Regions from separate parts of the Mus musculus genome. Here regions 1, 3, 4 and 5 are each linked to region 2. Evidence: chromatin contacts called from public HiChIP or PLAC-seq and promoter capture Hi-C data. All regions are on one chromosome and are shown on one strand. The core of a region is the stretch at or near the end of the contact, and the rest is flanking DNA. Distances in the headings are between cores, read along the strand shown. Region 1 holds the start of Ccnjl (cyclin J-like). Region 2 has its middle 8.3 kb from the start of 4930597A21Rik. Region 3 holds the start of Itk (IL2 inducible T cell kinase). Region 4 holds the start of F630206G17Rik (RIKEN cDNA F630206G17 gene). Region 5 overlaps Cyfip2 (cytoplasmic FMR1 interacting protein 2).

Evidence for each region. Promoter capture Hi-C pulls out the DNA fragments that hold promoters and counts their contacts. HiChIP or PLAC-seq counts read pairs in DNA pulled down with a chosen protein or histone mark.
Region 1: an H3K27ac HiChIP or PLAC-seq map of double positive thymocytes shows a contact between it and region 2, with 3 times the contacts expected there. The contact joins the promoter of Ccnjl here to the enhancer-like site in region 2. A contact is called at or near these places in 5 of 39 promoter capture datasets (3T3-L1-derived adipocytes, embryonic stem cells, liver and 1 more) and 1 of 115 datasets of contacts at active chromatin or transcription factors (double positive thymocytes).
Region 3: an H3K27ac HiChIP or PLAC-seq map of double positive thymocytes shows a contact between it and region 2, with 5 times the contacts expected there. The contact joins the promoter of Itk here to the enhancer-like site in region 2. A contact is called at or near these places in 5 of 39 promoter capture datasets (cranial neural crest, hippocampal neurons, liver and 2 more) and 1 of 115 datasets of contacts at active chromatin or transcription factors (double positive thymocytes).
Region 4: a contact with region 2 is called in an H3K27ac HiChIP or PLAC-seq map of large pre-B cells, with 17 times the contacts expected there. The contact joins the promoter of F630206G17Rik here to the enhancer-like site in region 2. A contact is called at or near these places in 1 of 39 promoter capture datasets (the C10 cell line) and 3 of 115 datasets of contacts at active chromatin or transcription factors (bone marrow-derived dendritic cells, kidney and large pre-B cells).
Region 5: a contact with region 2 is called in a promoter capture Hi-C map of pre-B cells, with 12 times the contacts expected there. The contact joins two enhancer-like sites. A contact is called at or near these places in 7 of 39 promoter capture datasets (the 3T3-L1 cell line, the C10 cell line, cranial neural crest and 3 more) and 1 of 115 datasets of contacts at active chromatin or transcription factors (large pre-B cells).

Annotation. Positions count from the first base shown.
Region 1 is chr11:43,525,232-43,530,887 of GRCm38.p6, reverse strand. Ccnjl (cyclin J-like) reads right to left here and starts at 2,139. Exons shown (of 6, transcript NM_001045530.2): 1 at 1,921-2,139; 2 at 1,429-1,533. The coding sequence starts at 1,491.
Region 2 is chr11:44,575,253-44,580,731 of GRCm38.p6, reverse strand. No RefSeq gene overlaps it. Among named protein-coding and RNA genes, the nearest start is that of 4930597A21Rik, 8.3 kb to the left of the region's middle. Within about 2 kb of position 2,626, at least 18 of the 459 cell types and tissues checked have an H3K27ac peak or open chromatin away from gene starts, as enhancers often do. A contact at or near this core is called in double positive thymocytes, where this site is marked.
Region 3 is chr11:46,385,146-46,390,811 of GRCm38.p6, reverse strand. It overlaps Itk (IL2 inducible T cell kinase), which reads left to right and starts at 1,297. Exons shown (of 17, transcript NM_010583.3): 1 at 1,297-1,539. The coding sequence starts at 1,402.
Region 4 is chr11:45,804,966-45,810,195 of GRCm38.p6, reverse strand. It overlaps F630206G17Rik (RIKEN cDNA F630206G17 gene), which reads right to left and starts at 2,113. Exons shown (of 4, transcript NR_045876.1): 1 at 1,872-2,113.
Region 5 is chr11:46,301,291-46,306,707 of GRCm38.p6, reverse strand. All of the region lies in intron 1 of Cyfip2 (cytoplasmic FMR1 interacting protein 2), which reads left to right. Among named protein-coding and RNA genes, the nearest start is that of Cyfip2, 8.4 kb to the left of the region's middle. Within about 2 kb of position 1,502, at least 71 of the 459 cell types and tissues checked have an H3K27ac peak or open chromatin away from gene starts, as enhancers often do.

The DNA.
Region 1 (5,656 bases), core at 890-3,389, 1.0 Mb after region 2:
CTGAGTATGTTTTGCTGAAAGTGGGAGCCCAGTTCTACAGAGATCTACGGGCCCCAATAAGACAACTTCTGACCTACACTGGCCTGACAAACCAGTCGAGACTACCTCTCCCCTAAATTCATGTCCGTCTAGAACCTGAGAATGTGACCTTACTTGAAAGTCATATCCTTTCAGATGTACCAGTTAAAGTACAGTTACACCCTACTCGGGTAGGGTGGGCTCCTACGAGGAAACAGACACAGACTCTCAGACAGGAGATGACACAGAGGCAGTAAGTTAAGAGCATTCAGAGAGCTGAGGCAATTGAACCATGAATTTAAGGACTGCTTGGACTATACAGTACCTATACAGCTAGCCTGGGCTCCATAACAAGACCCTGTCTCAAAAGCAAACGGATCTTCTGTATCCTTCCAACATCCTGAAATCGGATGCCCACCAGCCTCTAGTACTTTGTTACAGTAGCTCTGCTTCCATTCACACCAAGTCTCCAAACAATCCTTCCCAGCCCAGGTACAGGAAGAAAGAGGCAAAGCCTTCATTCAGTCCTCTGGGTTTTCCCAGTTTCCCAGTGGCCAACAGCAGCCTCAGCAACAGGAGGTGAACTGAGAGGGGGATCAAGTTTCAGCCAGCCCACCTTCTACCACAGGAGGCCAACTGGCAGGGGAGTTTGTGTTTTCTCCCTTAGCTTTCTAGTCTGCAACCTCTTTCGGTTAAGGCTAGTGTGTCTTTTCTTTCTCTCGTTTTGAGACAAAGTGTCCCACTGTGTAGCCCTGTGCTTCCTGGAGCTCCTCCTGACGCTTCAGTTGACCTTGAACTTGTGGAGATCCTTCTGCTGTCTCCACAGTGCTAGGACTGCCCCCAGGCCAGACTTTTAAATTTCATTCAGTTCCTGCCTTAACAATGAATTCCCACCATCTACCTAATATTTCTTTACACCGAACTGTAACTTTACTACGTTTGCATAGATTTATTTAGGCATCTGCTTTACCACTGAGCTATGCACTAGTCTAGTAATTATATTTTAAAAGAAATTGCTACAACATCATTACAATGATAGGGAAAATCAGCATTATGTATAGTAGGTGGTATTATGTGTCTTTGAATTACACACTGTAATGGATACACAGTATTTTTTTTTTAATCCATTCTTGTACCATGTAAAGTAACCTCGGGAGGAAATCCAATGGGATACGAACTATTCTTCATTTAGGTGGCTGGTGAAAAACCGACTTCAAGTTCTTGGATCTCCAGGTCCTTTGCCTGGAAGAAGACCACACTCCCCATGAAGGTAAAAGAGCAGGCGCACAAATAAAAGGGCACCAAGAGTGCTGAGTTCCCATGCGGGGCATCCTGAAGACACCCACAGGAGACCGAAAGTGACTTTAAATACCCAGTCCTTGCGAGTGACAAGGGCGGGGAGGAACTGACCTTCTCGCGCAGAGTGCAGTGTACGTCCGAGGCGACGCGCCCTTCCCACCACGGCTCATCCATCACCGCCGCAGTTATGAAGCTACCGGGATCTCGGGGCGCACCCTGCGAGGACACCAGGAGCTTCAGCGATCGGAGACTCTTCCTTCACCCTGCCCTCAGTGACCCTGATCCTCCTCGGTCCCTGTCCCAGTCCGGGACGGGCGCCCCCTCCTGCCCTGCACCGTGGAGCTGGCTGTCGCCCGCTGTCCTGAAGAGCCAGCAGTGTCCCCGCTCCCCTCCCTCCGCCCGCCCAACCTGGGGCTATCTGGAACTGTGTGCAACAACTTGCAGAATATCCAATGTGCCCCTCTGCAAAAGTTGCAAAGTTGCGGGCTGTAGTAGCTCTCCCAGGGCTGGCTGGGTCACTGGCTCAGAGTCCCCAACTCCTCCCCCGCCGCCTAGCCTTTGTCCTGCTCGCACATCCTGCCCTCGAGCCGGGGCCAGACTCACGCATCGCTGTCCCGGCGTGGGGGGCCGCGGGTGGTGGGTCCCTTCCCGCACCGGGTACGTAGTGCCCTCCGATGGCCGCCCGGTCCCTGGCCTCGCGTGCTCGCGACCGCTGCCTCTGCAGCCCGTCCCGCCCGGCCACCGGCGCGCCCCTGCGTGCGCTCGGTCCCGCCGCGGCTCGCAGTTCGGGCCGCCGGGGGCCTCCCTCCCTCGCTCGGGGAATTGGGGGCCGGGCCTCGCGCATGCGCCGCCAGCACCCCGCGCCCCGCGGGGCGGGGGGCTGGGAATGGCAGTCTTTCTTTCCCCGGCGCTGAGCTGCGCTTCCTGCCCACCCTCCTCCCTCGCCCGGGCAGAAAGCTAGGCTTCACCTTCCCTGGGACTCTGGGGGCGATCCCCAGTGACCCTGCCCCCTTGATCCTGGAGCGCGGGGGACGCGGCGCCACCTGCGTGTGCCGCGCGTGGATCCAGCGGCCAGGACGCCCCCAGAAAGTTCTGACTTCCGCATGCGCTGCTCCTGCCAACCTGCAGACGCTTCCACCTGTCTTTCTTTCTTTTTCAGCCTGCCCTGCGATGGGGAGGTAGATTTTCAAACAATTCCCACAGGAGCCCCAGAGAAGACACCCTTGGATACGCACGAGTTCCTCTTTATAAAGAGGGCTCAGTGAGTATCTTATTGTACTCTTAAGCGTGCATCCATGCTGAGCATTGCAGGGAAACAGTCCTTGTGGCAGGTTGCGGGATAGAAAGCCCTTTTAATTTACTTGTTTTCAGAAAGGCATTTTCTGGAGCCTGCAGTATAATGGCATAACATCCTGCTGTGCTGATTTTTGTGAGCCCTTTGGTGATCCCACTAACTTAAAATCAAGTCCACCAACTACCTGGGTGTTTTTGTTCACCCAGTGTCTTAACCACTTAGAGCTTGGCTTTAGGTAATAGAGGGATACAAACTACAATAATCTGCTGGGGATACATTATGATTAAATGAGAAAGGACACGAAAGAGGATTACCACTAGGCCCGTTAGAAAGTCACCAGTCAATAAATAATTACACGAAAAAGACTTTAGTTTCTGCCTAGTTTTCTACAAGATAGATATTTGTTGTGGTTTGAGACATGGTTTTTCTGTGTAGCCCCAGCTGTCCTGGGACTTGCTCTGTAGACCAGGCTGGCCTTGAACTTGGCGATCTGAGGGAGGTCTTGTAGGACTACAGAGTCCTGTGAGCTGGGACTAAAGGTGTGTGCCACCATCATCAAGCCGCAAGTAAAATTTTACGGGTTAAAAATACAATTTAGTTTTGAAAGGCTACTATAGTACTGCATACCTGCGACATTAGCACTCAGAAGGCTGTCTGTAGCTTAAGGGTTAGGAGTTCAAGGGCAGCCTGAGTTACACAGAAGTTTGAACCCTGTCTAGGCTGAGGGTTTTTTGTTTTGTTTTGTTTTGTTTTTCTATGTTTTTTTTTTTAGCTTTGATGAACTTGTACTGAAAAGAAGTTTTAGCATTTATGAGCCCTCATAAAAATTTAAAAAATACCTGAGATTAAACAAATGTGATATATATGCAATCATGTATGCATATCTTTAGATCAATGTGACCTAAGACCTTCATGAAGAATCAGATGCAAAGCATGGACAGGCAGGCCATCAAAGAAAAAAAAATCTCATGCCCTATTCACTAACAAACAGATACAAACAGATACACAAGTAGATACACAGATACACAAACAGATACATAGATACAAACAGATAACAAACAGATACAAACTACAATTTTAAAAGCTGGAGCAGATCTTTATCAAAGATGTTTTTAGTGTTTGTTAATGTTTTCGGTTGGCATACAAGGTAATGGGTTCCTTTGTGGCATTTCGCACCTATGTGTCCTCATAGTTTGTTCTCAGTCATCATCTCTCCCCTACTGCCAAGGGACTCCTAAGGTGGGTAAATATACAACCTTCTTGGGAATGCAAATGCCATCTTTCTGAAAAACAACATAAATCAACAAGTTTCAAAGTATCATTGCATCCAACTACTCCACCTCCTAGAGTTTGAGGTCAGGTTGGTATCCATAGTGAGTTCTAGGCCAGCCAAGGCTTGCACAATGAGACCTCATCTCAAAAAAGAAAACTCGGACCGCCCCCCCCCACACACACACATCACCACGTGGGCAGTGGCCACACACACACACACACACACACACACACACACACACACACACCACGTGGGCAGTGGAATTGGATAAGGATGATCTTCTTATGACGTTTTTTGAGAGGAATGAATATGTAATGAGTTGGGGGTAGGGTAGCAGTCACAATATTGTAAGTAAGCAGGAGATGAGAAGAGGGTTTTACTCTTTCCAAGCATCTTTATTCACACACAAAAGAAATTGAAAAATAACCATAAAAGCATTGACTATAATCAGAGTGATAATTATGGGGGGAGCAAGGAAAAGGAAGGGAAGGGGAAGGAGGGAGGGAGAGAGGGAGGGAGGGAGAGAGGGAGGGAGGGAGAGAGGGAGGGAGGGAGGGAGGGAGGGAACGGAAGGAGTTGGTGCCAGCTATTGAACCTAGGGACTGGCACATCCCAGGCAAGCATTCTTTGCCTCCCAGTTTCATCTTCAGTCCTGGAAATCTTTAATTTACCCCCTGCCAGTAGACCCGTGTTTTCTAAATCTCCTACAACAAACATATATTGCTTTCATAACTAGAAAAAAAAGGGGGGGTGGTGAATGTTATTTTCAGTACCCAAGTGCTACATTTGCTGGGGAGGCCCGTCTTGAGCAATGAACGCCTTACAGTATTGTTTGTGTTTTGCTAATTTAAAGGGAAAAAAACCATTATTTCTTTTGCAATAATCTCCCTATTCTGGCTATATGGAAAAAGGAAATGCCTTGATCCTTCACTAGTTTATTGTCTCCCCTTCCCTAAACATCAGCTATGAGTTTATCAAGGAAGCCGATAACAGAAGGAGAAACACACACTTTGGGCTTTTCTCTAGGAGCTGTTTTAAGAGGAGTCTAAACACACTCACCCAGCCCTCTTTTGTGTATCCTCGGGGCTCCCTCATTTTCCTGCTATCTCTGAAGAACAAAAACACATTGCACCAATAAACTGATGCTTTTAGAGGCTGGTGGCTGCCCGCAGGTGCCCTCAGCAGTGGCGATTTCCTGTGCTGGCAGCTGGGAGAGAGTGTATCGAGGCTTACTTCTCCCAGTCCAGTCCGGCGAAGAGGTTTTGATCATTCAAAAAAGTAAATTCTTACTAAGTGCTTATTAGGACCAATGACTGCTCTTCCACCCTCTGCCCCAAGCGCTGGCAGTTTAAGGAAACAGAAGTTTGAGGCAAAAACATTCTAGCTACCTTCAAATTTAACCACGTATAAAGTGAAAAGAAAAGAAAACTCTGCCCATTCCAATTTCACTTAGAGACAGCGAGTCTAGTATTTCCACCCTGTTACTATTGACTGTTAACTCCGCAATAAACTTTCTCTCGACCTCCTCCTGTCACCCCCTTTCATGTGATACAAGCTCTTCCTGGTCCCATTCTGTTGCTAAGGATGGCCATTAGCTCGTTTCCTTCAAAAGGGACTTATGGGAATGGGACACCAGAGAGATGGCTTGGTGGTTAAGAGTACTAGCAACTGGCCTTCAATTCTCAGAATTCTTGTGAGGCAGCTCACAACTCTCGGTAACTCCAGCTCTTCTGTCTTCCTTGAGCACTTACACACACACACACACACACACA
Region 2 (5,479 bases), core at 1,377-3,876:
CCAACATTTTAAATGAACAAAAGGGATTTCACTACACTCAATATTCCCATTTTTTTAATTTAAAAATAAAATCAGAACATCAAATCACACTGACCCCATAATCATTTCTGCTCTGTGATAATCAGGACTAATAATTCTGATGTGGCAGCCAATAGCCACATACAGCTATTGCCACTAAAGGAAAATAAACTGTAGAAGTTAGTCACATATGTGTGCACACATGCACATACACACACATAATCCTCTTTCCAGGTTTATTATCTCCTTATTCTTAATCATTTTCCTGGAGATATCCCAGCTGTTGCCAACTTCTGTCTGTCTGTCTGTCTGTCTGTCTGTCTGTCTGTCTGTTTTTCTCTTAATCTTCCCATGGGCTTTGTTTCGGTGATGTTTTTCAAAACAAAAAAAGCTAAGAAGAGCCAGGCAATGGTGGCGCACGCCTTTAATCCCAGCACTTGGGAGGCAGAGGCAGGTGGATTTCTGAGTTCGAGGCCAGCCTGGTCTACAGAGTGAGTTCCAGGACAGCCAAGGCTACACAGAGAAACCTTGTCTTTAAAAACAAACAAACAAAGCTAAGAAGAAATCCCAAAGCATGTGGAAGACTGACTTTTCAGATTCAAATGTTACAGGTAATAGAACAGAGCAAAGAAGGGTGGGTGAGGACCATGGCGACCTGAATGGCATCCATCTCTCCAGACTACAGGAGACAGACCTCATGATTAACCTCTCAACAGCTTGGTAGAACATTCTGGTGACCGACATTTGCTATGAGAGGGTTTTAGTTACTTTTCATGTTGCTAGGATAAAATACCCTGACAAAGCAACCTAATGAAGGGGAGGTGGATATTTTGTTACACAGTTTGAGGGGTACTCTGTCATGGTAGGGAACTCAAGGTGGTAGCAGCTTGAGGCAGCTAGTCACACTGTATCTAAGTCAGGAAAGGAAAAAAAAGAACAAAACAAAACAAAAAACAATGAATGTCTGTGCTCTGATCACTTCCTCTGCTATACAGTCCTGGATTCTAGCCTAGGAGATGGTGCCACCCACGGTGGGTGGATCGTTCCACTTCAATTAACCCAATCAAGAAATCTCCCACAGGCTTCCCAGAGGCCCATCTCCCAGGTGACTCTGAGTTTCATCAAAACAACAACTGATATTAGTCACCAGAGGCTGCTGAATACTTAGAATATGTATCTGTATAATAATCAGTTCTTTGTATGACAATACAAGTATGCTAAAGAAAAGGGATGTGTCTATAGGCAAGGATGCAGAAAACAACTGTGGGATGAAATCGTTTCTGGGTGTGTGACCTGCAAGGAAGGGTATCAGGTGACATAGGACTTAAGGCCTCAACTGGATGTTGGGAGCAAGTGTCCATCAAATGAGGTAAAGCCATCAACCTTCTGGTGACAAACTATTAATTTTTTTTTTCAAAGAAGCAGATTCTTTTTAATGTGAAGTCTCTCCACTTTTGAATTTTTTTAAGAAACCTTTCCAGATTAGATATATCTGCTAGTCTGTAAGCACACAGGTGCCAGCTTGTCGTCCTGAGAGTAAGCAGGGGTGAGAGTCCGTGGTTTTGACTGGTACTGATTCGGGTGGAGATGGACTACAGAGAACAGAAAGGTTCAGTGTGGAGAGAAACTGTGTGATGACCCAGGGACACTGGACAACGTGGGGACCTACTATGAGACATCAGGAGTGTTGATCCTGGAACTGCAATTCCCAGATTTACGTGCTCTGGGTAGTCACCTAAGAATCTTTCAAAAATTCCCATTTCTAGGTCTCATGGCCACCTGGTGAAACTATAGTAACTGACGTGGGGTGGGACCCCAGGCGATTCCACCATGTTCACAGGGCTAATGCAACTGAGCTATGTAAGAGCACGTGTCTCACAGAAGGCAAGAGGGAGACACTTGAGTTTACTGAGCCCAAACTACCTCTGTCCTTAAAGTAGACTTCATATGCACACCTGTGACAAGATAGGATGGATATTCAGTTTATTTGAATAAAGACATATCTGTGACATTACATTAAAAATAGTCAAGTTCTCTGGGTTGGAGAGATGGCTCAGCAATGGCACTGCTCTTCTAGAGGACCTGGGTTCAATTCCCAGCACTCACATGGCAGCTCACTGATGTCTGTAACTCCTGTCCCAGTGGGCCCAACACCCCTCACACAGACATGCATGCAGTCAAATCACCAATGCACATAAAATTTAAATTAAATAAAAATTAAAATAGGTTCTTATTTTAACCAGTCAAGACTGCTTCCCATGGTGTGCGTGTGTGTGTGTGTGTGTGTGTGTAAAAGCTTTTGTTGTTGTTCAACATTCTCTCTTCCACCTACAGTGCCACTGTGCATTAATTAAATATTAGGTCTCATTTCTCCCTGCTTCATTTACTTGTTTTCTTCTCACCCATAAACAAGATTACAAAAACATTCCAAGCAGTGCCTTAGAAGGTGAGCTGCAGGCTTGTAAAACACACATCAAACATTTTAAATAATTCGGTAGAAGTTTGGCCAGCTGTCGACCCCCTTCCTCCGTCAACACACTTCTTAGCACATGTGTGCTTTCAGATGTCAGCCCCCACCTGCAGCAGCGCCAACGGCAGCCTCAGTGACGTTTGGATAGCACAATCCAGACCATCATAACAAACCAAAAATGCAAATACCCCTGACATCTCAGCTGTGTTCTCTTGGTTGTCGCTGTTGTTGGAGAGCGGTTTCAGGGTAATTTAGGAAGAGTAGAAGCTTTAAAAGAAACATTATTTAACAACTGGGGAGGCAAGAGGAACTTACACTTGCATGTGACGTCACATGTAGGTCTTAGGTTGATGGATTCATCCTGAGAAGGAAGAACTGAGAAGTTCCTAGACACAGACTGGACTACTGGTCCAAACCCTTCCCACTCATTTATTCCCACAGTGTGATCTCCTGGTCCCCACTGGGCTGTGGCTCCCAGAGATATACAGGAACCTCTCCGATAGCTCCCAACTTCCTATCTTGCTAGGTTTTGGTTGCTGTGTATTAAAGTTGATTTTACATGTAAATATTTCTTTACTTCCTGTTTCTTTCCCCCTTGTCATAGGATTCACCTTATCCACTCTTGTCTCAGATCAATAATTCTGAATATTATGATATCCCAGAAATTCTGCTTGATCTTTTCACCGAAGCTCACATATAGCACCTATTGGCTTAATAAAACCTTTCTTTTTCAAGGAAGATCTCATGTGGCCCCAGAGGGCCAAACACTTGAAAATTTCACTTTGTTGTAGTAGTTATTTTTCTTGCCAAGAATCAACTTAAGGAAGAAAGGACTGGTTTGACATAGTGTCAAAGAATGGTGTCTATCCTGGCAGGCAAGCATGGTGACACGGGTATGAGCTGCCACTGTTCCTGCAGTCAGAAAGGACAAAGAGATGATTGCTGGTGCTCGGCTCACTTTCCTCTCTCTAGTCAGCCTTCCGAATGCTGCCACTGACCTTCAGGGTTGGTATTCTTTCACTGAACCTCACTGAAACACCCTCACAGACATACCTACAAGTTTGTTGGCAACAAAGATTAGCCATGACGCCATGTTGTCACTGAAGTTATTCTGTGGCACTAGACCACTGGTTGGTTAGTGTTAGAAGCAAGGTGACAAGCTCTTGAGGCCTTCTGACGGACAGAGTTTTCTCTTCTTCCCATTCCTTCCTAAACAGAAGGTATAACTCTTCCCAATGGATGTGTACAGGATCCGGTATATATAAGTAATCTAGTGTTGAATGTGTCATTTCCTGGAGGCTGTGCCCAGACAGGCTCCACACCACTCCACACGAGAAACTGGAGCTTGTGAAGGCTTAGTGTTCAAGTGTGTCTTGGAAGCAATCTCTCAGATACCCAGGGAAGACTATTTTTTGATTGACACAATCGGTCACTGGTTCTGTTTCATTTTCTGAACTGACATTTTGGTACCATTACACCTTTGTAAATGAACATCAAACTTCTCCATGTGGGGTCTAGAGTCTTAAAATCTTACCCATAATTCATTTTGAGAAATCAGAATCTCTTGGGTCTGGGAAGAGATTGTAGCTACTGTAGTTCTATAGCTACAGAGCTTGCCATACAAGCATGTGGTCCTGAGTTGAATGCCGAGGTCAAAAATGGCAGGTGCTGTGGTGTGCACTTGTAATCCCAGGCTAGAGGTAGAAACAGTCAGATCTCTGGGGCCGGCTGGCTAGCCAGCCTAGCCTCATCGGCAAGCTTAAGACCCAAGATGGGTCCATGAATAAAGGCTCTTGCCTCCATGACTGAATTTAATCTCCGAGTCTCATGAAGTGGAGGTGAGAACTCACTGTGAAGTGTGTATATGTTCATCTGTCTTTCATTACAATAGTTCAGAAAGAAACTCCTGCAGGTTGTCCTGTGACCTCCACACTCCACCACTCATGCAGTGGCTTCCATGTCTGCACACACACACAAATAAGTTAATATCATTCTTTAAAAATAGAAATCGAGAATGATTGACAGCCCCAGAGGAAAACCAACCACCTAAGGTTGACCTTTGGCATCCATATACATGTACAGACACACACACACACACACACACACACACACACACACACACACACACATACACACACACACACTCACACACACACTCACACACACACACTCACACACACACTCACACACACGAGGGGGGGGTGCAACATACCTATTATTTTGTTGTGTTGGTGAATTTTGGTTTTGGGGGGGATTTTTTGTTGCTGTTTTCTTGAGACAGGGTGTCTCTGTGTAGCCCTGGCTGTCCTGGAACTCACTCTGTAGACCAGGCTGGCCTCGAACTCAGAAATCCACCTGCCTCTGCCTCCCAAGTGCTGGGAATTAAAGGCGTGCGCCACCACCGCCCAGCATGTTGTTGAATTTCAACATGGGTTCTGGAGATCCTAACATCAATCCTCAGACTTACACAGCAAGCACATTGCCTACTGAACCATCTCCCAGTCCCGTTGCTATATGATCTGTGATTGAATGAGTGCTAACCTTGCCCAGTTCCCCACTACCCTGGCCACTTCCAGGTAAACAGATTTGATAACAGTCAGGGTTCCTAGAGCAAGTAGCAGTGGGGAGGGATAGGGGTAAATCAGAAACTCCACCCACTTCAGTGTTTTCCAATAAGCAACCTATGCATACAGCACTCTATTAGTCAGGGTTCTCTAGAGGAATAGAACTAATAGCACTACTATATAAATAAATATATATCTATTTATATCTATGTACATATATTCATGCAAATGTATATATATATATTTATATAAATACATTGGATTTATTTGAGTGGCTTACAGAATATTGTCCAGTTAGTCCAACAATGGCTGTCTACCGACAGAAGGCTCAGAAACCCAGTAGTTATCAGTCTGTGAAGCTTGCTGTCTTAGCTGTCTTTAGTACCTGCTGGAATCCCAGGGATGTAGACTCTAATGGCAGGGAAGG
Region 3 (5,666 bases), core at 48-2,547, 1.8 Mb before region 2:
GGTCACATAAGTTCTACACCATAACATTATCCTGACTCAAAGGTCAGACCCTGTGAATTGTCCACAGGGCAGATAAGCTTTAGTTCCCAAAGAGCCCTTACAAGGAGGTAGCTTGCTGTCTGTCTGTGTGTCCTGCCTCCTCATTAGAGTCCTTATGGCAGAGGAAAATAGGAGAGAGGATTCCATGTGGGAAAGTCTGAAAGGCTTCCCAGAGAACGTTGCAGGTCGGCGAGGCTGGCAGTATCTCATAGGCGCTCACTGGAAAAGAAAGAGACAAGAGAGAGTGTTCAGACACAGGACACTGCATTTTTGAAGTAGCATACACAGAAGGAAGCCAGGCACACCAACGGTGTCCAAAGGGGCCCCTGCAGTGCCTCATACAAGACCCCTGTTGCTTCCTTTCATAGATGAAGGAACTGATATTCCAAGCCACTGGACAGTGGTAGGTAGTAGAGATGGAATTCAAACCGATAGGTAGAATAAACAGCCCTGTGCAGATCTCTGCATGCCCTAATCCCTATAACCTGTGACTGTGTGTTGTTGGGTGATAAAGGGGAATTTACATTCCAAATGGAGTTATAGCGCCCATCTGCTGACCTTAAAATAGGGAGCCTGCCCTAGACGACCACTGTGAGAAGGGCCCAGTGTGGTTCTCAGGATCCTTAAATGGAGCAGAGGTAGGAGGAAGAGATTTTGGCAATACAGAGCAAGCAGGGCTCGACCTGCAGTTTGGGGGTTTGAAGATGGAGTAAAAGAGTCAAGACAGAGGCCACCAGAGTGTCCCTCAGTAGGGAGGATGGTCGCAGAGGCAGTGTCCCCTAGAGATCTGCAAGAAAGGCGCACAGTCCCACAGTCACCATGACTGTCACTCAACCAGACACATTTCAGACTTCTAAACTAGAGAATTGTAAGGCGCTTTGAGCCTTGTGGCTCTATGGCGCTTTGAGCCACTAAGCCTGTGGCAGGCAGTCCATGATAATAGCAATGGGAAACTTACATACAAGCTGAGCTCCATTGACCCCTGGATCCCTGTTCTTAGTCCCTTGTTTACATGACTTAACTGTTGTCAAGGCTAAACCAGGAGCTAGAAGAATTATAAGTGAACTCCTCTTATAATTCTAGGTTTCTTCAAACTTCTTTTTCAAACCATATAGCTAAGGGTACGCATGTGCCTCCCAGCTTGGTGAATTTTGAAAGGATGTGGTCATGGCCTTTGACATCAGAGGAGGGAGCTCAGCGGTGAGGCTGGCTGATGCTGATAGAAAAGATAAGGTTAGAGGCAAGTTGCCTTTGAACGACTCTCTAAAGATCAACTGCATCCTGTCTCAGTCTCCGCTGCTCCTCTCCTTCAGTCGCACTGCGGGGTGATGCCCAAGGCGCATCACTTTTCAGAACTGGACCATGAACAACTTCATCCTCCTGGAAGAACAGCTGATCAAGAAGTCCCAACAGAAGAGAAGGACTTCTCCCTCGAATTTTAAAGTTCGTTTCTTTGTCTTAACGAAAGCCAGCCTGGCCTACTTTGAGGACCGCCACGGGGTATGAGAAGGCTTACGTTGTGCTTTGTTTATTTTGTTTATTTATTTTGTTTATTTACTTTGTTCTGTGTTTGGACTGAGCTGATTCCTGAGATAAACTTGAACACCTGGGATGCAGGTACAGTGTGTTTTGGAAGCCACCAAGTAGAGTTAGAGATCGGAAGAAATGTGGAGAGTTCTGAGACTCCAGTGTCAGTTAGATTTGGCTATTTCAATTCTAAAATCTGTAGGTTTAACGTTCATACATTTCTTATGTGGTGAATGTTGTGGATAGGACTTGAAGTTTATGTAAACATGAAGTATATGTGGCATCTACAGTCTGTAGGACAGTAAAATATTAACTATGGCTTATTAAGACGTAAGGGGAAACCTAGCTCAACTTCCCTGTTTTACAAAAGAAGTGGTTCTTAGACTGTGAAGGGAGGTCCTATGTAAGATTTTCACGACTTGAACTCTGCTTATCTCAATGGTCATCACTGCCCTGAGGCCATGGGGTCCTACTTCCATTAAAGTGACATTCTAAAGTTGGAAGGAACAACCCTCTTTGTGGTAAAACATCTCAGGAGACTGGGGGTGTGGAACACAGAGTTTCTGCCTGCAGACCAGGGATCCCGCTAGAGTGTGTCGGCTCAGCTGGAGGCGTCTAATGACATCTTCGTGCACAGCAATAACAACAAAAGCAAGCGAGTGTGTGTTAATACTACAGTGTGACAGGAGCACTGGGTGGTGCTGGGAGCTTAGCCCATGGCTAAGTCCTCTCTGAGGCAGCCAAGGGCCAAGAGCATTGGCTGGGGCAAGACTTGGTCTTTTGAGAGTAGGGTTGCTTTCTAAAATAACCTAGGTCTATCTTGACTGCAAGTTACTCCGAGGCCAGAAGCTACTGGATCTGCTGACACTTGCTGCTAACGGCAGGGTGATTTAGGTAATGGTATATTGATGTCACACCCTTCTCAGTCCAGGCAGCCAGAAGCCCCTCTGACTAGGCTGGTTAACTCTGTGAACCAGAGAGGAAGGGAAGCGAAAGAATTAAGATGCTTTATACAGGCAAATATGCGCAGACACATATACATTCACACATATATTTACACTTTCATTCACATTCTTATTTGCACGTTAACACATTCACATTTTTGTTGGGCCCAATCACCTGTCTCATACACTCCACAAGCATTCATGCATGCTTACATACACACATACTCCTACGAACATACATATAGACAAACAGACATATACATCTGGATAGATAGATGGATGGATGGGCAGAGCCCCCCCCCCCCCAAGCCAAACTATCCAACTAACAACTTAATTTCTTTCCTCTGGCTTTTTTATACCTTCTCAGACAAAAATTTCTTTAGAAAATTACCTCAGAGATAAAATGTTACACAAATTTGAAGTTACAAAAAGATGTTGATATTTTAGCTCAAAGGAGTGTTTCATTCTATATGCTTGTTACAAGTTCAAAGCTTTTACATGGCCCTGGCTTATCATAGTTCATATCTGTGGTTGTATCCTTGGGCCTAAATGTTTTTCCTTGAACACAAATTTGTCCCAAGTCTATTTCTCTTTTTAGTATAATTATTAAAAGCTCATTGTATTTCTTATTATGCAGCCTTTTCTTACTATTCTGAGGAGTGGGCACATTCTATTCTTGACTGTAACCTTATTACAACTTTCTAGCAAAGCAACTAAGACCATCTCTTAAAACTTCCTAAAATTATTTGAATCAAATCGGGAATTCTATAGAATCATTATTAATTCATCTAAACAGCATTAATTCATGAACATTCATCTTTATGCTGATCTGAAGGAAATCTGATCAATAGGGTGGGCTAATGCCCAGGGACTGTTAGTTGCATAATGACAGGAAAGGCATATCAGTTGTAAGAAGCAATCCTAAGATGACATCTCTTTGGCCTTACCATAAAGCTCACCCATTGCGCACCATGCCAAAAATCCAACGTACCACCTCTAGGAAGGCCCCCTGCTAACCTTAACCTATCCTAGATGTCTCCTGACAGGGTGCGGGTCAAGTCGTCGCTGCACTTCCCACTGAGTGAGTCAGCCTGGGCAAATGTCCTCCATCAGACTCGTCTCCTTTGTAAATACAAGGACTAGACAGCAACCCCAAGTTCCACTCTTTCTTTCAAAATCTTTTGTTTTTGACACAGTGACGCTTGTTTAATTCTCCACAAACACTTTTCGAAGCTTGTTTGATTTCTCACCATATGGTTGTAGTATTTCTGCATCTTTAGAGGGGCTGGGCACTGATGAGTACTTAGGCTTTAGCTTGGTGCTCACCGAGATGAGGAGGCTTCTGTTCCCTGCTGGTGTCTCGCTAGAAGATCCACGTGAGGGGAGTGAGGTCCAGTCTATGAGGCTTTCCGTGAATGTGGAGCAAAGCACTTAGAGGGGGGAAAGGCCTAGCCTCATAAGTGTCAGGGAAAAGAATGCCTACCTCTCGAGAATCACTTGTCTTCAGCAGGGTCTCACTTACAACTTACCAATAGATGAGAGGCAGATAGAATAACATATGTTTAGGCCCCATTGGTGAGTGGCCAGGTAGGTGCCGAGCTGTGGGCCTGGGGGATTCCCCACATAGAACTAATAAGTCACATGGCATCAACTCTCTGTTTCTGTGAACGCAACATGAAATTCATGTTACGTAGTGAGAGCATAGCCACGCACCTTTAAATGACTTTTCTCTAAATGGATTTTACACTTTAACCAGTTTTTAAAAAATAGTTTTTAATTTTTGAGATTAGTATATAATTACATTATTTCTGCTTTTCCTTCCCTCTACCAAACTCTTCCATGTATCCTCCTTGCTCTCATTCAAATTCATGGACCCTTTTCTCTTTACTTGTTGATGTTGTTGTTGTTGGTGGTGGTGGTAGTGATGTATATGTGATAATGTTACTATATAACCCAAGCTGGAACTTGAAGCCTTCTAGCCTCAGCCTCCAGTGTGTCTTGATTGTGAGTAGATCATAAGTAGGTGCCACCACACCCGCTTTACCTCTTAAGAATCATAAAAAAACATTTCTAACACAAGCTGGATATGGTGGCACTTGCTTGTAATCCCAGTACTAAGGGGACTGAGGTAAGAGGATCAATTAAGTTCAGGGACAGCAGCCGGGCATGGTGGCGCACGCCTTTAATCCCAGCACTCGGGAGGCAGAGGCAGGCGGATTTCTGAGTTCGAGGCCAGCCTGGTCTACAGAGTGAGTTCCAGGACAGCCAGAGCTATACAGAGAAACCCTGTCTCGAAAAAACAAAAACAAAACAAAAAAGAAAGTTCAGGGACAGCCTGGGATTCCAGACCAGCCTCGGCTACCTAGCAAGACTTGATCTCGAGAGAACAAACAAACAAACAAACAAACAAACGAAGAATTAGAAAGGGGAAGAACAACTCCATGACAAACGATCCGTTCTGTAGCCCTTGGCTGTTTCCATGAAGAACAAATATATATGTCATGAATTGTGCTGTAGAAGTGGTTCTGGGCTTCATGCTACTGAAGCAGTGGCTCGAAAGACACAGGGTGCCCTTCACATTCGAGCACAGCATCAGATGTTCTCTGGACCTGCCCGGTGTCTTGTAAAGCGGTCTCTGGCATCTGCAGTTCTTTAGCCTGGTAGCACGCTGGTACAACGTGAGAGTCACTGTGTTACTAGAGGGGAGCGGTGGGGCCCTGATTTGTAGCGTTTGTTGATTTCTCTGTTATAAATAACCCCTTCATAGAGCTGGGATGTAGGGCAGTTAGAAGAGTATTTGCTGAGCATGCATGAAGCTGGGTTCAATCCCTAGCCCTGCGTAAAGTAAGTATGGGGATGCACAATTACAACCCCACACTCAGGAGGCAGAAGAAGAGAACGAGAAGTCCAAGGTCATGCTCAGCTATATAGTGAGTCTGAGGCCAGTCTTCAATACATGAGAGCCCTTTTCAAAAAAGGAATCCCTTGGCCATTTCAGTTAATCAGTGTGGATCATAAATTCCTGAAAATGTAGCAGCTTGCTCTCATAGGCCAGTATAAGCCAAACCTAGCACACCACTGGCAGACGTAAGTATAGTCTCTGGGGAGGTTGATGACAACTGAACCGTAAGAAAAAGAGAAAAATCAGAGGGCCCT
Region 4 (5,230 bases), core at 864-3,363, 1.2 Mb before region 2:
GAAAAATGTATCCTGACAATGAACTACTTTTGAGTCACCCCATGCCCTTGGCCACGTGGCTGGAACTTGTCCATCACAGGTAGCATTGCACATCTGGAGAAGTCAGCATTGCACGTCGGAAGAAGTCAGTATAGGCACGAGGAAAGAAGCTTAGCAATCAGAGCTTTCAAAATCCATTTACTTCATGCTCCAAAGTCCTGGGCTGGAACTGACAGCCACTTCCTCCCTGGTTTCTGTAACGGTCAAATAATAGTGCTGAGCCATTAAGCCTTTCTGAGGCTAAGATTCCCGTTTCAGGTAGACTGTTAAGAGAAGCCTGCAAAAAGACTTGACTTCAGTGTAGACCTTTTCTTTCCAGTCCTGTGAATAGTTAGCAGCACAATACCTACCCGTGGTACCTGGAGTCTAAGTATAGTGATCTGAAGTGGAGAGATATTTAAGAGGAGGGTCCTTTAGAGGTAGAGCAAAAAAAAAAAAAAAAAAAAATCCCCGTTCACGTTCTCTGTTCTAAGAACTGGGGATAAGGATAATGAACTCGTCTGGGTGGGTGCAGGCCAATTAGTCCAAAGTCTGTAAACCTCCCCAGTCTTATCAGGGCTTTACTGCAGGTGGAGAGTGGGCAGCCCATTCTGGTGACTTTGCATGTGAAATTAATTGCCCTAGAAATGTCGGGAATTTGATCTTCCATCAAATTTGCCAGCCCTTTAGATCCCTTGACAATCTTTGACTATTTGCATCTCAAGGTTAAAGCAGGCTGTTGCTTTCTGGATGCTAATCAGCTGTGAAAACTTTTGATCTTCTCTGGAAAACACACACAGACACAGACACACAGTCACAGACAGACAGACAGACAGAGACACACACACACACACACACACACACACACGCAGAAACACACCCTTTGCAATGGACCTCTTCAGAGAGTTGGAAAGGGGAAGGTGGCTTTGCTGGAAGTGCACTGGTTTCGTTTAGCAGTTGTTTTCATTCCTTGTAGGGCTCAGTGAGAGCCTGGAATATCCAGTAATATTTGAGTTCCCTCTACCAAATGCAGTGAGGATTTTGTGTGTTTCTCCACGATAAAATACCCATTTCAAAGAGGGCAATGGGGCAGTTTAGTGCTGCATGGGCAAGCCCTCCCCCCCCCCCCCCCCGTGTTCCACCCCCACACTGCAAAAACAAATAACAAGTACAAAAGAATGCCCTCCCCCAAATTCTCCCTCCCCCGAAAAGTTCTAGTTTTTAGTAGCTTAGAGATTCACAATAAACTTCACAAACACCTTTTCAAAGGAGATGGGAGTGGAGTGGTTAAGAGACTTATAGGTGTTTAAGGGGATGCTATCCTACTGTGGTATTTTAATGGCACTGCGTTTTTGTCAGTAGGGGTTGGGACAAGTGTCCTATTGCTACCTTACACACCTAACTGGATACTGGATACTTTGCAGTGAGTGACATTGTCTTTCTAGGACACAGTGTTTTGCTATATAGCCCAGGCTCTCTTCAAACCTTTCTGCACCCTCACTGCTGTTCTTTCTCCCCAACTTCAGCTTTTACCCTCCCCCCTCTCCTTTTATTTATTTATTTATTTTTGAAGCGAGATCTAATGTAGCACAGGCTGGCCTCAGCTTGCTCTGTAGTCAAGGATGACCCGCAGTTGCTGATCTTCCTTCCTCCACCCCCCCCGCCCCCCCAATGTGAAGGGAATTTGGGTTCCTTTCAAGTTCTCAGTCTCACTCATACAAAGATTTAAAAACAGACTCAGAAGGGAGTTAGAGGACAGTTAGAGATCCGGAGAAAAGTGGCTGAGTAGTCAAGGGTAAATGTCAAGCAGCTACTGAGAGGAAGGAGAGAGAGGGGAGCAGAGAAAGTCATACCTTTTTGAGTTAGGGTCCGAGACAGCTGGGTGATCAGCGATGGAGGGAGGGCTGTATAAAACTGCATGGTAGATGGGGGGGTGGGGTGGGGGCTTCAGAGAAGTAGTCTTGCACCGAGCTCGAGGGCAAGCAAGCTCACCCAGGCTTTTGGCCAGCATCGACAGAGATAAAAGAAGAAACACACTTGGCGCAGGGCTGCAGATCCAAGTTTAGAGGCCATCTTATTTCGGGCTCTTGTGGTCTAGGGCACCAGAATGATTGGGCCGAGGACACGTGGTTAGAGACAGAAATATAGTTTATTAAGGAAGGGAAACCACTGCCCAGAACAGAAGTGGGCTTGTGAGTGGAGAGAACAAGCCACAGCAGGGCGAGGTGCAGAGCCGATTACACGGCATTTCTATGCTTTTCTCCAGCACGCTTTCTTCATGGGAAGAAGTCCAGGTTTGGAAGGGTTTCCAGTCTTCCAGCATAGTGGTCTGGAGCATGCTTTGTTTCTCCTGCGATCCCCAGGGTGGGGAAAGACTTCCTTCACTCTGAACATCTTCTTTGGATGTTCATTTTAATGTTTCAGACTCTAGGCTCTTCTTTCCAGCCACACAAGTGTTGAGAGTACAGGCATGTGTTACCACCACACCCACCTTCAATATAATGAGTTTATTTTATGATCTAATTGGGGTATTGTGTGTTTGCACTGCTGAGGTTAGAACCCAGGACCTCACACATGTAAACCAAGTACCTTAGCACTGAACTATGTCCTTGCCCCACTCCCTGCCCTACTTTCCTGAATGCTTGGGTTAGATACATCAGTACTAATCTCTCACTTAGATCAGGCTCCCTTGATGGTGGCATTATTAATATTTGGGGCCAGATTACTGTGGGCTGACTCTGCCCTGTGTGTCCCTGGCCTTTATTTACTAGATACCAGTTAGTATTTTCAATAGTGAAATATCTGCCCAGATATTGTCACATGTCCCTTAGGGGTGAGGTTGCCAATTTAGCAAATACAAATAGAGACTGTCTAGTTAAAATAGAATTTAACTAAGGAAACAGCAAACAATTTTTATAAGTATAAATTCAGCTGGATGGACTCTACAGGCTCAGGCAGTCTACTGGGATGAAGTGTGTGCAAATTCCCCCCCACCCCCATGTTTCTTAATGGTTCTTCTAGATAAAAATTTGCATGCACCAGTGATCTCATATTATTAACCACTTCATGCTTGTGATTTTGCCCCACTCTTGGCTATTCAAGTCCTCGTGTACTTTCCAATTCAACTATGTCCCTCAGTCAGTCCTCATGGTACTTACCAATGAGCATTATTGGCCTTGGGCACAAGAGGAAGTAGAACTACTTAAAGTATAAGAAGATGAAGTGAGACTTAGTCACAAACCAAAACCAGGCAAGGCAACTCAGGATGATGTCTATGCAAGCACTGTCCTTCCACAAATGATGAAGGACCGAGCCAGCTAGGCATCGGAGACACTCTGCTCCTCCAAGATCTCCACAAAAAGTCAGGCCCAGAACTTAACACAAGGTCCTCACCTTGCCAGTTGGTTAGCAGATATTTCTGGGTAGTGGCTATGGTAGCCAGGGGCTGGCACAGTAATAAGGAAAAAAACTCCATCCTGTGATTGTCAGAAGCACATTGTACCTCCATAAAGAGATGCTTGCTGATAACAGGTGGCATATCCCCAGGGGCTGTCCAGGAACAAACAGAACCAAGTGACCATGGGCAGAGTGGGAGGCTGAAAGGCTTTGTAATCAGATAGGAGGTTGGAAGGAAGGGTAGAGTTTGGGCTGGTTGTGGCCGGTGAGTGCTGGTGAAGATTAATAATTGGCTGTTCAAAGCAGCGTGGTGGTGTGATGACCCTTTCCATCCACAGTCCTTCATATTTGTTTTCTGTCTGTTTAGAGAAGTGGAGCATGCTTAGGGGAAAGTTCAAGAAGGAAGCTTGCAGCTGGGCCAGTGGTGATGCCCACCTTTAATCCTAGCACTTAGGAGACAGAGGCAGGTCCATCTCTGAGTTCAAAGTCAGCCTGAGCTACAGAGCATGGTCCAGGACAGCCAGGGCTACACAGAGAAGCCCTGTCCTAGTAAACCAGAAACAAACAAATAATAATAACAAAGGGAATATTCCCAACAATCTATTACACTCCACTCTGCAAACAGTTTAATTGGACTGAAACAGGGACTTAGGCTGCTTTTGCCAAAAAGTGCTGACTCTTTATTTAGTCCCGTAGGTGTCTAATGGGTAACTAAAATCTAGGCTATTCTGTCTTTATTTTGCATCTGTGCCCTTGGCTGACTTGAACTTTGGGTTAGAGTCCTTCTTGACACTTCACTAGGGTGTGTTTGATGTAAAAGTGGCAATGCCTCTCCCCCCAAATCCACCCGAAGGCTGACTCAGTAAATTATCAACCTTTAGTGTTTAAGCCTTTTTCCAGATTACCTGAATGGTACCTAGAAGTTGCCAGTCTTAAATTACCTTAATCTGAAGAATAAATTACCTTAATCTGAAGGCCTAACTGACTCCATCTTGCCGGTCTGACTTCTTGCTGGTCTTGCTGGTCTGACTTGTCCCTTCTCTGAGTCATTCTTCCCTGTAGTTCTCTTGGATTCCAGGAAAAACAGGTCTCATCAGTACACATCTTGTGACACGGAGGAAACTGTCCCCAGGCAGTAGCCGCATGCTGAGATAAGGATGGACCAGCCCACAGTTTGAAAGACTGCTTGACTGTGTGCATGCTTACCTGACCTCTGTACAGAAGCTGTTCCTCTGTTCAGAAGCCTGGCTTCTTATCAGCTCGCAGAAGACTGCAGCAGGGAACTCTCTGTTCCTCCCAAGTGTGACTGCCCTGAACACAGTCTTTGCTTGCTTCACTGGGGCGGGTTATTATTTGGTCAGCTGAGTGGTGGTGACTAACCGAGCCTGATCTACTGTTGAACCCACAGAGTCGGGCCTCTGGCCTAGGATCCAATAGCAAGACAAATACCTTAAAGATGACATGTCAGGGCCTAGTGTGTTGATGCGTGCTCCAAGTCTTAGCACTGTGGAGGTTGATACATGAGAAGCCTGAGTTCTAGGCTAGCCTGGGATACATAGACTGATCCCATCTCAATTTTTTAATTTTAAAATTTTTTACTTATTTTATTTTTATAGGAAATCTTTTTACAAAATATTACTTATTTTTATTTCTATGAGTACACTGTAGCTGTCTTCAGACATACCAGAAGAGTGTGCATTGGATCCTATTACAGATGGTTGTGAGCCACCATGTGGTTGTTGGGAATTGAACTCAGGACCTCTAGAAGAACAGTCAGTGATCTTAACTGCTGAGCCATGTTTCCAGCCCCTATTTC
Region 5 (5,417 bases), core at 253-2,752, 1.7 Mb before region 2:
TTTGCTTCTCCTTTCCTCCCGATCTGTTCATAGGAGATTTTATGCATCTGTATAAAATCTAGGTCCCATGAATGAGAGAAGACGTGTAACATTTGCCTTATCTGAGACTGTCTTAATTCTCTGGATTTGATGAGCTCCAGTCGCGTCCATTTTTCTGCACACAAAATGATTTTAGCTTTATGGCTAAAAACCCATTCCATTGCCTACATGAGCAACGTTTTCCTTACATTCAGAATAGGTCGATCAAGGCCTGGGTCTGGACACAGGGTAGGACTTGAGAAGAGGAGGAAACAAGCCACAAAGCTGTGGCTGTGGTTTGAGCAAAGGCACACACAGCCAGGATGTCCTTGAAGAGACTGGTGACCCTGTATACTCTGGCCACCGTGGGCAGATGGTCCAAGCTGAGGAAGTGTAGCTTTAAGCATGCTCCTTATATGGAGACAAATGTCCCACCTAGCACCAGAATCATTTGCCCACGGGTTAGAAAGGCCCAGGGAGAAAAGACCAAGTACAGTCATTTTCTTTTTTCTTTTCTTTTCTTTTTCTAAACCTACATGCTGTACAGTAGTCACATGATTGATGTGACCGCATCAACCTTTCCACGCTCTGCAGAAAGGACAAACACGTTAGATGTGATATGGTGGGGACACTTTGAAACCTCTCCTCCTGCTTTACAAAATGCAGCATGTTTGCAGACCTCAGTGCTTGAACTGTGAGTTGCAACAAATCCTACCACACAGCCTCTGACATCACGGTGGAGGCTACCGGCACTCTAGCTTTCCTATATTTTCTTGTGTGTGTGTGTGTGTGTGTGTGTGTGTGTGTGTGTGTGTGCAAATGGAGGCTGTGGGTCGACCGTGCAACCATGGATATCATTCACTAGTGAGGCTGACTAGTGAGCCCCAAGAATTCACGTGTCCTCGCCTCTCTGGCACTAGCATTGCAAGCAAGCATCACCACGCCCAACTTTTACCGTTTAAAATATGGGTCCTGGCGATCCGACTCAGTTCTGAATGCTTGCACACTAAGCACTGTGCGTACTGAGCTGCCCCCCTCCCACCCCACCCCCAGCCCCCAGAGCTCAATCTCCACAGTTCACAGTGAGTGCTTTGGGAGCCTAAGTCAGTCTCGGAGCCGTGTTCAGGTTTCAGGTCCCCAGTGATGGAGGCAAGTTCTGCATCCTCCAACCTAGAGACCAAGCCTGAAAGTCCCTTCTTGTTTTCCTCAGCAGATGGTTCCTTTAGCTCACTCCCCTCTTTACATACAAGTCCCATTGGGGTTCCTCGTGTGGCATTCTGCTGTGATCCCTACTCAGGGCAAAATTAGGTGGGTGCTGTGGCTAGATGACCTCCCCTGCATAAATGACTGGGGACTGTGGCCCTGAGCTTGTGGCATCTGCTGACTTTTTGGTTGTCACCAAAATGCCTTCCTCTACCCACCAACACAGGAAGCAACTGAGAAAAGCAGCCAATGAAATGGCAAGGCCCTTTGCTCCAAGGTCTGTTTCGCTGCGTCCTTGTAGAAAAACAAGCAGGCTGGATAGGCTTTCTGCAGGAGCTCAAGGGGAGGCTGTCTTGGGCTTCTCTGCTCCACCCTCAGGTTCCCTGAGAAGAGAGCTGCTGCAGGTGGCAGGTGGCAGGGCCTCTGCTCCCAGGGGATAGGCCATGAGGCCCTGCTTAGCCAGCAGGGGCTGTGTACTGCCAGGTGTCTCAACTGTTCTGTGGGCTGTTAATATTTCAGAGTCAAATTTAAAATTCTGCTCAAAGCAATACATGCATATGCTTTTGAAAAAAAATAAAGTATTAAAAGTCTCCGTGGTGCAGGACAGCCTTGCAGAGCGGGGCTTCCCTTAGGGGCTGGTTCTTCGAGTAGCTGCATCTTAGTCTCTGATGTGCTCAGACCGCTGCTCTAGGCTTAAGTCTTTTCCAAATTGATCATCCTGTTGCCATAAATCACACCCTGTTCCCCGACCCCCTTTCCTAATCTCCTGAGATCTCTGTTTTAACGTAAAACATCTATATTATTAAGGTTTGTCACTGATAAAAGCAAGCCAAAAGTGATGTTCTCTTTCTTTTCTTGTTTCGTGTTTTGTTCCATTGGAAAGTTTAGATTTTTTTTTTAATTCATGTCAAGTTAAATGTCAGTTGCTGCATCAAACTCTGTCTTCCCAGATTGCTGTGTTAGTCCTTAACCAGACAAGTCACTGCGTGCAAGAGTCATGTCTGGGCCTGGTTTTTGCGTCACTGGGAAGAGAACTCTGTAGGATAGCTACTCTTTTTTTCTTGTCGTTCATTTTGAACTTCAAAGTCTATCTTGCCCCTGCCCCAGCAGTTTCCTATCATCTGGACGTCTTTCCTGCAGAGTGGAGCTGCAGCAGAAGCACAGTGTGAGATGAGAACTGTGCGGTGGGCGTGGAGGTGGGCGTGGAGGTGGGCATGCGCACCTGTCATTCCAACACCAAGAGATCTCTGTCAGCTCTAGAGCAATGAGACTGTGTCGCAGAGAGACAACAACCAGGCAAGGGAGAGGCTGGACAGCCGATTTAGGGGTTTTCCATGCGACAGGGAGGGGTTTGGCTGTCACTCTGTTTATCCCTCCCACTGTCTCCTGCTTCATCTCTGGCTCTCTCTGTACCCAACTTTTTTATGTTATACCCATTGGTTCCTAAAAATACTAATTGGGGGGGGGGGCAGCTTTGTTAAGACATAGTTGGATAACCTGGCAACTACTATTTAAACCATACAGTTCCATAATTTGTAGTAAGTAACAAACCTGTGCAACCACAGTCACAGAATATTTTAGCACATGTCTGGAGAGAGACCTCATACACCGATTTCCTCCAAACCCACACCCAACCCTAGGCAACCACAAGTCCGTTTGTGTCTCCATAGCTCTTCTAGACCCACTGTATAAATGGATTCATACACTGTGAATCTTTTTGTCCTTAGCATGGTGTTTTCAAGGTTCATGCATGCATTTAGGATCATTGTATGTATCTGGACTGCTGAATACTATCATGTTTACAGTGGTACCAGTTTTATTGATGGGTCAGTTGAAGGATATTCAGAGTTCCTGGACTTCTGGACAGTTGTGTTGAATGTTGCTATGAATATCCATTTACAAAGTTTTAGTTTTATTATATTTTATCCACTTACTATTTATTTATGGGCTGTGTGTGTGCGCGCACACACACACATATGAGCATGTGCTATAGCAAGTTTGTGGAGGTCAGAGGACAAGTGGCAGGAGTCAGTTCTTTTTTACTGTGTGGGTCTCAGAGACTGAGCTCCAGTCACCAGACTTGTCAGCAGGCACCGTTACCTGCTCCTTGTATTTAATTGTATGTAACTGGGTGTTTTGCTGACATGCATGTCTGTGCACTACATGCATACAACGCTCACAGAGTGTAAGATCCCCTAGAATTGGAGTTATAGACAGTTGTGAGCTTCTGAATGGGTGCTGGGAATCGAACCTGGGTCTTCTGGAAGAACAGCCAGTGCTCTTAACCACTGAGCCATCTCTTCAGCTCCAATTGTAGTGAGTTTACTTTGGCCAAGTAAAAAGCAACAAGGTATAATTACAGAAAACAAACACTTTCAACATTTTCTTCTGTTGTTCCTCAGCATGTAACAAATTCATACTCCATCCAGTTGCATTGTGCTGGAATGTTCGATTGTTAAAATTGCTGTCTGAGTTACTGCATTTGGGGGGGGGGGTGAAATGAATTTTGGCTTGAGATTATGACAGAATTTCCAACAATTTCCAAAATGGCTCTAAACATGCTTTTTTGTTTGTTGTTGTTTCTTGTTTTGTTTTGGTTTTTTGCATTTGTTACTCTGTAGTATCTACTTCTGAAATGCGTTTTCAGCTTTGACAAATAAAAAACCAAACTGTAGACAAACTGAAAAACATTGACGATATCCTGTACCTTACAGGGTGAAATATTTACGTAACAATAAACGAGTACAGGGTCCACAGAGATGGCTCAGTGAGGACCTCAGTGGGGGCAGGGAGGCTGGAGAAGCAGATTTTGGTTCCCAGAACCGGTGTCAAAGTCCAGGTGGGAGCCTGGAGACCCGCTCCTTTGAGCAAGCTGGCTAGCAAGACTAGCCAAGTCTGCACGTTCTGGATTAGAGAGGTGCTACCTCTGTGTGTGCGATAGAAAGTGGTTGTGGAATACATGCCATGTCAGCTTTGGTCCTCCACATGCATGTTCACACACACATGCTAACGTACATGGGAACATGCATCTACCTGTGTATGCACACTACACACATTTATCTTATCATCATGCAAACCACTTTCATCTTTGATATATGATAGTTTGGTATGTAATGCCAAGAAATTGTTTGAAAATGAATTTCCCTGAAAACATTTCGAATCAAAACATTTGATTTGCACACCTGTTTTTTTTTCAAAGATTTATTCACTCATTCATGTATATGAGTGCACTGCAGCTGCACAGATGGCCGTAAGCCACCGTGCGGCTGCTGGGAACCGAACTCAGGATCTATGCTGGTTCTGGCCCTGCTGGCTGACAGCCCTATTTGCTTGCTCTGGCCGTTAGCTCACTCCAACCCGCTCCCTTGGGCCGTGCTCACTCTGGCCCAACTCGATTTAGCCCAAGGACCCATTCACTATTATATGTAAGTACACTGTAGCTGTCTCTGGACACACCAGAAGAGGGCGTCAGATCTCACCACGGATGGTTGTGAACGACCAGGCGGTTGCTAGGATCCAAACCCAGAACCCTCAGAAGCGCACCAGCGCTCCCACCCGCTGAGCCACCTCACCAGCCCCATACCTGTTTTATACACCTGTATACCCTTAGTCTTCATTTCTTAGCTTAAAAGAGATCATAAGAGAAAAATAAGAAGCCTCAGTATAGGTTATCCCCTAAAAGCAGCTCCGAGTGGTTCCCACAGGGTTGACAGCTGGGAAGCCTGGCCTTTGTCTGTGCAGACTGTTCCTGTACAGCTCTTCACACCCAACCCACTCAGCAGAGGCTGCACGGCCCAGCGTGGTACACTCTGGAATCCCCGTGAGATGAGCATACATAAGCGTCTGCCTGCTCGGCTGGTTCTGAGGTCCGAAGGGGCTCCACTCCGGGGCATGGGTCTCCATGGAGCTGTACCCTGCCGTGACCACTTTCTATGCCCGCAAAGCTTCCTGCCACCCTCTGCTACAAGCAGGATGGTTTTGCTTGCTTACCCAAATGCCATCCCATTTTATACTAATGAGACCCTTTTAATTGTTTTATACTTTAACATGTCTTTGCATAGTATTTTCCATATATATGCTTATGTAAGTATATGTCTCTGTGTGTGTGTGTCCTCTAGCTGGATAGCTGAATAGAAGGAGACTACCCGGCTTCTAGATATTTGTGAATCTCCCAAATGACTGTTTCCTCATCTTTC